Regions from separate parts of the Anser cygnoides genome. Here region 1 is linked to region 2. Evidence: chromatin contacts called from public Hi-C data. All regions are on one chromosome and are shown on one strand. Each heading gives the region's core, a stretch centred on a gene start, on an enhancer-like site or on the middle of the called end of the contact. The rest is flanking DNA. Distances are from core to core; before and after follow the strand shown. Region 1 has its middle 320 kb from the start of BCKDHB. Region 2 has its middle 110 kb from the start of IBTK.

What was found. Hi-C and Micro-C count contacts between places; a contact is called where the count stands out from the background.
Region 1: a contact with region 2 is called in a Hi-C map of granulosa cells, with 2.0 times the contacts expected there. The contact joins two enhancer-like sites. A contact is called at or near these places in 2 of 7 Hi-C or Micro-C datasets (granulosa cells and liver).

The regions. Positions count from the first base shown.
Region 1 is chr3:86,554,031-86,558,221 of Taihu_goose_T2T_genome, forward strand. No RefSeq gene overlaps it. Among named protein-coding and RNA genes, the nearest start is that of BCKDHB, 320 kb to the right of the region's middle. Within about 2 kb of position 2,256, at least 1 of the 3 cell types and tissues checked has open chromatin away from gene starts, as enhancers often do.
Region 2 is chr3:85,996,401-86,000,763 of Taihu_goose_T2T_genome, forward strand. No RefSeq gene overlaps it. Among named protein-coding and RNA genes, the nearest start is that of IBTK, 110 kb to the left of the region's middle. Within about 2 kb of position 1,716, at least 1 of the 3 cell types and tissues checked has open chromatin away from gene starts, as enhancers often do.

The DNA.
Region 1 (4,191 bases), core at 1,006-3,505, 560 kb after region 2:
TTCCCTTCCTTCCCTTCCCTTCCCTTCCCTTCCTTCCCTTCCTTCCCTTCCCTTCCCTTCCCTTCCCTTCCATTCCCTTCCCTTTTTTCTTCTCCTCTCCTCTCCTCTTCTCTTCTCTTTTCAACACTGTTAGCAGCGAGCTCCTTTCAAGTAGTCTAGCATCCAAATACTGTGCTGCCCCATTTCAACTTAAATATGTGCTTATATATATTACTGTACTGAGATTCAAATGATGAGTTACTTTAGCACAGCTGTTCCTGAGGCCAAGTTATTTATGAGACAGTAATATCCATAGAGCAGTACAAGTCCCAGAATAAAGCCCATGTAATGAAGAGTTGTAGCGTTTATAAAGTAGACACAAATACAAAGCTAAGAAAAAGATACATGGAAGAAAAGAAAAAAAAAAAAAGTAATGATTCCATTAAAACCTAGAGAGACTTGAATTTCAATTACCTTAACTTCTACAGCTATTGTCTTCTTTATTATTAGAAATGACACTCACAGTTGAAAAGTTCTGTTGAACTGCTTGGTAGGACTTTAATGTAGGTTAAGTCTTAGCAAAGTTGACCAAAGTTCTCTGCGAAATTTGCAAATTCTCCCCACCTTAGAATTCAGTTCTGCAGTGATATCCACAGTACCACAAAGCACTGGTTTTGGTCCCTTTTCGGAAACAAACTGTGTTTTGAAGTGATTTACCTCTATCTGAAATATTTATTTATTTTTTAATCCTCACTTTCTCATAACTGCATACAGCATGGATGCCATTATATTTGACGTTGTGCAGAAGGTGAAGATGACTCATGTCCCCACATGCTGATGCGGTAAGGCAGATTGTATCTGAGCTGCAGACAGACAGAGAGATGCATAACAGCATGATCTGGGGTTCACACACAGCTACAGCCTCGTCACTAAACTAATGCCATGAATGACTAATCTCAATGTAGGGAGCACCACAAATGTCGTTTAATGTGTACCATTCTAATTGCCTGTCACCTAGAGTAAAGGTAATCCCATGTCTGCAGAAATATTTGGGGACAATTTATGGCATGCGGACAGGGAAAATTGTGGCTCATGTACAGCCAGGAGCTCAGATCTGTCTGCATTATCCACATATCCATGCCCCCAGTGCCTTAAGGAACAAATGCTTCCAGGAAATATTCACTCCCTCGTGTTTTGTGGGTAACAAAAGCTTTTAAAAATGGGAGTTGAGTCCATGCAGTCAGATACATCTTCCAGTTTCTCATTCATTTGCAGATGGTTGGATCCATCTGAGATTTCTCAAACCAGGCTCCTAATTTGCAAACGTGGCACAACACCTAACTGGTGAAACAAAGCACATGCCATTATCAGCTAGGTGATTTCCCCACCAGGGGAAACAAACATATTCTACCCAGCAAACATATCCTACCACAAATAAAACACCACATTTTACTATACAAGCGAATGAAGGTTGGGTTGTTATGTTACAGGAAGAGAAATTTGGTGCCATCCAAATAAAGACTAATTTTCAACTTTTTAAAGGTGTGCTTAGCTATTGCAGTAAAAGACACCAGTCTGAATTCTGCAGTGTTTCAGTTAAATCACTTGTGAGGGTGAACCCAGAATTCTGTGTGTTACAGCTTGCCTGAAGGCTGTACTCTCCTCTAGGGATAAAAACACTGACAGTTTAAAAATCCATTTGTAAATTCCCAGGCAAAAACATGGGTAAGTGTGGAAGTGAAGACTGTAAGAAGCCTAAGGGAAAACTCACAACAGAGTGTTGTAGAGCAGATCTGAGGAAGCCCATATGTTAGGCAGCCAGGAATTTCAAAGTTAAGGTTACTCTTCCAAAATCCCCCAGGCTTCTGCAAGTATGAAAATGTAGAGATAAGGCCACTTAAGCAGTTCTAAATGTGTTTCAATTATGAAGACTAAAGAAAACAATCCATGTGATGTGGATATAGTACTATGAATGTAGTAACTAATTTATAAGCTTTACATACTCTTAACAATACCAGGCAGTACTTCATATGCATGCATCAGATATCCCACTGTACTGTGATAAAGACCCTTTAAATCTGCGCTACCTTTTTGGCTTCAAATTGTTTCACACTGTTGTCTCTTTAGAGGACCAGTCGCTCTAGGGAAAGTATGTGGTCCCTGGAACCTGGAAGGGGACATGGTGGCCCTATCAGTTTGCCTTCATGAGTGGCAGTTCCCCTGTTGTCCAGGAGCAGATACTACCTTGAAGGCTGAAGCTGAGGCTGAGTAGGGGTTTGCTAAATTTTTCTGTCTGCGTGCACATTGCTGCCACCTATCTGAAAATTTTACCAACAGTCTGTAGTAAGAAAAAGTGAATTCTGTAGGAAGTTTGTTTCAATAATTATGAGGGTAGAGAGCCCTCCTCTCATTTGAGATACAGCGAGTGATAGTCAGCTAATGTTAGACATCTATCATGTAGCTGCTGAGAGATCTCCATTAGGATAAATAACCACATTTGATGTATAGGCATTGGGAAGACGTGGGTGCTTCTGAGGAATGAATCATCCAGTCTGGAAGTAAACAGCTAAAGTAGGTCAGATGAATCTCACTCTGGAGTACCTTCTTTCTTCCTGCTGAGCGTAAAGAGAGTCTTCGATGAATAACTCAGGTGTAGTCATCTGCACTGTACACATCTAGCCTTAGGTGAGCTGAAGCCAGCTCATCTTATTATGAGTCTGCAAAGAATGTCAAAGCTGGATGTTCCAGTCTGTGAAATGTTTTGTGAAGCTCTGTTTTCATTCAAAATACAATTCAGTTCCCAATTTTGCTGGTTATTTCTCTGAACTTTAGAAGAACAAAGGATATGCCAGATCCAATATTAAACATGATACAAAATTCAGGCCATCCTCACCTCCAGGAGTTTCTACCTGAGCTAAATGGAAGAGCAACAGCCAAATAAATAAAACATGTTTTTTAAATTTTTCTGTTATAATTATTATATATTATTTGTACCATTAAAATCTTTAAGTACCTTGGCTCTTTGTTTAGGCAGTGCTCAAACATGACAGAGAAATAGTTCCTACTCTGAAAACATATAAGCAAAGATCATGGCAAGGGAGATATCAGTAAACTGAGGGAATCCACCGAAATAAAATGAGCAAGCATCCTTGCAAGCATCAGGCAGGGACTATAGAATACCAGCTGCAAGAGAGTGTTCTTCTGAGGTAGGTTTTCTGCATATTAAAATGTGATTTGTGCATTTCTGTCATGTTTGGGGGGGGGGGGGGGGGGGACTGTATCTGTATCCAAACATGTCCATACATCACAGCATCTACAGAATAAGATACAACCTCTATGATTCCAGAGTATCACCTATATCTTCCGTTGTTATATTTCAGCAAAACTTTCCAGTTTACAAACCATTTTTTATATATTTGAAAATTCAATGGAGACACCTCACTTTATCATGCTAAATTACTAAAATAAGCAATAATGTCATCATAGACTGCTAATACAGCCTGTCTGCTGGGTTCCAGCTGGTTGGTTACTGAGACAAAATAAGACTGAACGTTAACAGATACTTTACTGAGCTGAAGTTGTAGAGGGAGATTTGACTTTGACAAATATCTCCTTTACATCAATAGCCTGGAATATTTTCAAAGAAACAAAGAAAAGTTAAAAAAGAGCAAAGAATCACAAAGTACTGGATTGAGTTATGTTTGCTCAGATGTAGCTGCATTTCACAGTCCCTGATATTTTCTGGGAATGATTTGTGAGCAATTCAACTTGTGAACATACATATTTGTATGTTCTAAATTTTTGCATGACTGTCTTTTCATCTCTCACCTTTACCCCTATCTCAATGCCTTGTTAAGTTTTAACAAACAAACAAAAAAAAAATCTGTATTAATTCACAAGATAATTTTATTTCTTATTTGCAGTTCTTACAATGTCAAAACTAGCATGCTGACCTCTTTGCTTTGTCCTTGATGTTGATGCTTTGTGTTTCTGCTAGATACATCAGCTTTGTGTAGAAAACTAGAGTGGGCACAAGTTATTCTGGTTGATCATTATTTCACATTTTCTCTGTAAGAAATGGTCTCATTATAAAGGAAAAAAAAAAAAAAGATATTCAGTATATTCAGTAACAGTAGATTCTTAATTTTTTGGTCTGTGTACAGATAACAGAGTTTTGCCAGCTTTCTATAGAAAAAAAAAAAAAAGCGTATG
Region 2 (4,363 bases), core at 466-2,965:
ATATCCTTGCCTGTATCCCTCATAGCTGGTGCTGAACTTGTGTCCTTTAGATATTAGAAAAATATAATGAGGCACTAGTGAGGCAAGCTGTATGCTGCTGCTTTTCCAGAATATGCCAGAGTGCATACTTGCAGGCAAGAAGCATGTATCTGGAGGTGTCAATCTTGTTTTGGGATTCACTATCTTTGAGGGTGCAAAATTGTCCGTTTTAAAGAGTCTCAACAAAATGTTTATTGCTGTGACTCTAAAATGATGTTTATTGCAGTAATGAGTGTAGAAGAAGAAATGTGTTTCATGAGGTGTTTCCCAGGAACTTTGCCCTCAATGTTTGCTACTTGAAACTAGCAAGTGAAAAAAAAACACTTTTATCTTGTTTTATTGTTCTGTCTGGCACTGTTCTGTGCACGCTGTTTGAAAATCTGATTCTGCAGATCAGCAAAATCTTTTCCTTGATCCACCTCTCCTGATAGTCTTGAAGACGCCCATCAAATTAGCTGGGATTTGGATGAAGCCCTCTGAGAGCAGTATAACATTCCAGCTTTCTTCAACGTAGAGCTGTGAGAAACGTACCCTGCAAAACCTAAAACTTTTCAAGTGAGCTTAGGCTGAATATCAGATACAGGGAGGGATTTACTGTTGGGTGGAAATCACGTAAAACTCTACTTTTGACATATTTTTGACCTGAAACCTGGCAAAGTTCAGCTATTTTGACTGAAGTTACTTTGAGGCTATAAAGCCAAAAGTTAAAGAAAAACTAAGTAAATGCAAAGGCAGCATGAAGAGCTCAAAATTAACACAAACCTGCTTCAGCCTTCATGCTGGACTGAGCTGGGTGGTGCTTAGCCTCTCTGCTTCCAGATAAACACCAGGTATATCATTAAAACATTTCAATCTGTTGCAAATGTAAGAACATTGTGGCAGTATAATATCAAGCCCGAAAATAATCAAGTCAGCATTTTATTCTCAAAAAAATAAAAAAACAGCAACAACAGCAAAACAACGCCACAGACTATGGGGAAGGGAGTGTCCCTGGGGATTTTCCCAAAGATTTGCTCAAAGGCTTTGTTTAGGATCTCAGCTGAGATAGAGTTTTTCTGGGTTATCTAACCTGAGGTGTTTATTGCTTGGTGATGCCTCCTCACTATCAGACCATCTCAGACTTTGGTGATGATGAGCAGCAACTTGGAAATAATCTTTTTTTGGAGTGTATTTATTTTGTCCCTATTAAAAAAAATAATTTATTTGTTCTCATCTTATATTGCATTAGGAATGACTTCAAAAGATCAACATTCAGCAGCAAGTAGAAATAACAGCAGGATTTGCTTAGTTATTTTGCCCAGACAGAATTCAGTGGAAAACCACTATCAGATGGAGAAGAGGCTGTCTTGCATTTCCAGATGAGAATATTCTTGGGAGAAAAGAGCTTTTCTCCATAAACTGTTACTGCAGAGGATCAGACAAACATTTCCAGCTCTCTGAATAGTTCAAGGTCTGAGAGCTACAGTTCCAACCTTCAGGAAAGGAGTGTACACGTATGTGAATTCTCTCACATGAATGCACAAGAAAGCAAAGAAACTTTCTGAGCTGCTGAATCCTAACTTTTTTGTCAGCATGGGATTTTCTATCTGGAGAGAAAGAACATCTTATTCTCTCCCCTGCTGCTGCTTGCTGCTTATATTGCCTCCCTAATTGGAAGCTGCAGCATAGATGTGCAAAAGAGGATATATTTGAGCATACCTCAAGGGTGAGCTGTCTAACCAAGGAAACAATTTCATCCTGTCTGTTGTAAGAAGAGCCTGGCTCAACAGAACTCCTCTGTCATTGCAGAGCAGGGAAAAAGATGGCAAGGAGAAAAGACTGACAACAGTAACTGTAATACATGAATATTTATATTTTCTGTGTGCAGATTTTTGCAGTCTGCTAGAGAATTATTTGCCTTTAATTGAGATAGGTAAATAGGAGTTGCAGCCCTGTGCTTTTGCCACTGCTTTATACTAAACCATGCTTTTACCTCTGAAGAAGACAAAGAATTCCAGACTAGATCTTAGACTAGATCTCAGACTGCTTACGGCAGTGTGTGCTATGCTTTCCATCAGTTTCCATCACACACCTTGCATTTTGCATTCACAGGTGAATGAATGGAATTAGCAGTTTTCAAAGGCAAGTCTGACAAGGAATCACCTTTGTAGTGCTCTCTGCAGGGGAATCATGATGCATGGCCTCACCAAAGAGCTATCTATCTGGACATAAGTGGCACCTGCAGCCTAAGTAGTTGTGTTAGATCATGAATGTCACGGTGCTCCCAGAAGAATATGTCTAAACAAATAAATTATTAAGCGTGTTTCACTGCCAGGAATGGCACAGCTGCACCAGCACCATATTCCTATTGCAAATGGGGCACAGCTTTAATAAATACGAAGTTCTTAATCCAGCAAATGTTAATGTCAGAAATATTTCAGTTAAGGCCAATGGAGTTATTCAGGTGTTTAAAATTAAGCATATGCATATTTTCTATGTAATGTTTTGGAAGGGTTTAAGCATAAATGAACCAAGCCCCAGATGCCCTGTTTTTGTTGCTGACATTGTTTGGAAGTTGCGAGTAATATTCGTCATCAAAGACAAACAAACGGAGGATGACTCAGTCTCATCCTTCACTCAGAGGGGAAGAATCCAGAGGGAATTGGATTTCCCTGCTTAGAGAAATCCACGCAAAGGGAAAGGAATTCACATTTGTCTGAAACAGTGAAATGCGATCCTGTTAAAAACTGTTTTTCTGTAGTTATTCAAAATTAGGCCTGAGGTTTTTAGGTCAAATGCAGCTGATTTCTCTCTCACTGCAAAAAGGTAAAGGCAAGGCTCAATATTATTGTCAACTTTTGATTCCTGAAGAAACACAGTGATTCCAGTTTCACATGTGATCCTCCTCAAATCAGTGAAAAGTATTTTTCACATATCAGCAGTACATCAACCACAACTTTCTGTTACTTAAGCCAAGAGCAAGAGATAGATCCTTTGAAAAGTCCACAGTGAATAAGTGCAGATAAAATAACTTATTAGCACCACCGTCAAAACCACTGCTGTAATACTGACAGCTTTTTTTCATTACGTGCTTGGTGTCTTAGTTCTCATTACAAATGGTCAAATATATGAAAAAGAAATACACTGAGTGAACTAATTACTGAAAATCAGTAGATCTCATCAAATGCTCTCTTGGGTAAATGAATGTTGAAAGGTTCAAGTGCTGAGTTCACCAGAGTGTCTCAGAAATATCCTTCATTATTTTTTATTAACTAAATCTCTTACCTTGTCTGGTTAAAGCCCAGTTCATTTTGTTGTGTAAATGCATGAACAAAGCCTCATGGATGGTGACAAATTAGCCATAAGTGACCATACAAGTAGGAAAAGGCCATTAATCTGGCAGAATTTCAATGTCACTGTCAGCACAGGGAGTGGGAAAATTTAGCTGTAATTAAGACCAAAGATCTTCTGATCATTGTTAAATAACTATTAGAAGGTGCATAGCTCTGGACTGCTCTTGTAATACTGAAACACTACTTTTTCTAGGAAGTACCAGCAGTGAATGTTTTACCTTTTTTTTTTGCCTATTTACAAGAGCCCCTCCTCTGTTATTCAGAGTTTCCCTTAGCAGAGAAAGTAGCACCGCTGTTAGCACTCAGCACAGGAATTGCCAGGGGGATTCAGCAGGAAAGAAATGTTGGGCTCAGCTGGAGTGAGAGACTCAATACTGAACGAATTAAGAGAAACATGTTTTGGGAGGGGGGATGCTCACTTTTTTTTAATTGGACTGTCCCAGAAACTATGGACTTCTGGACAGCAGGGGGTAGGGAAAGAGGGTAATAGTCTGAAAGAAAACTTTTGATTCACTTTTCTGAACTGCATAGCTGCATGTAGCTTGTGGAAGAATAAGTTTTAACTGCAGAAAACTTGTGAAACAAGTCTGGATGAGGGGAGAGCTGAGCACAGTGCTGACTTCAGTCATGTAAACCCTCACGGTGGGCTCCTATTTTCAGTACAGAAGCTAATTCAGGGACATTCTTCATAAACAGCACCTTGAGAAAGAGGATTCAAAGAAAAGTTAAGAAATGAAATATTCAGACAGAACTCAGTACAAAACTTGCCAGTAAAGTAACATATTGGAAATATACTGGACTCTTATTCTTGGTTTTCCTCGGGGTGGTATTAATGCAGTAACAAAACCGATGAGGCTGAATGCTTGATTTAAAAAGGTTGGGCCTTCAAGGCTGGATTTATTGCCCGGTGAGGCTTTGCAGGCTGGTCTTCCCAGGCGCAGCAGCTCCTGGGTTGGGAACGCCGAGATGAGAGCCCTGGAGTGTGGAGTCGT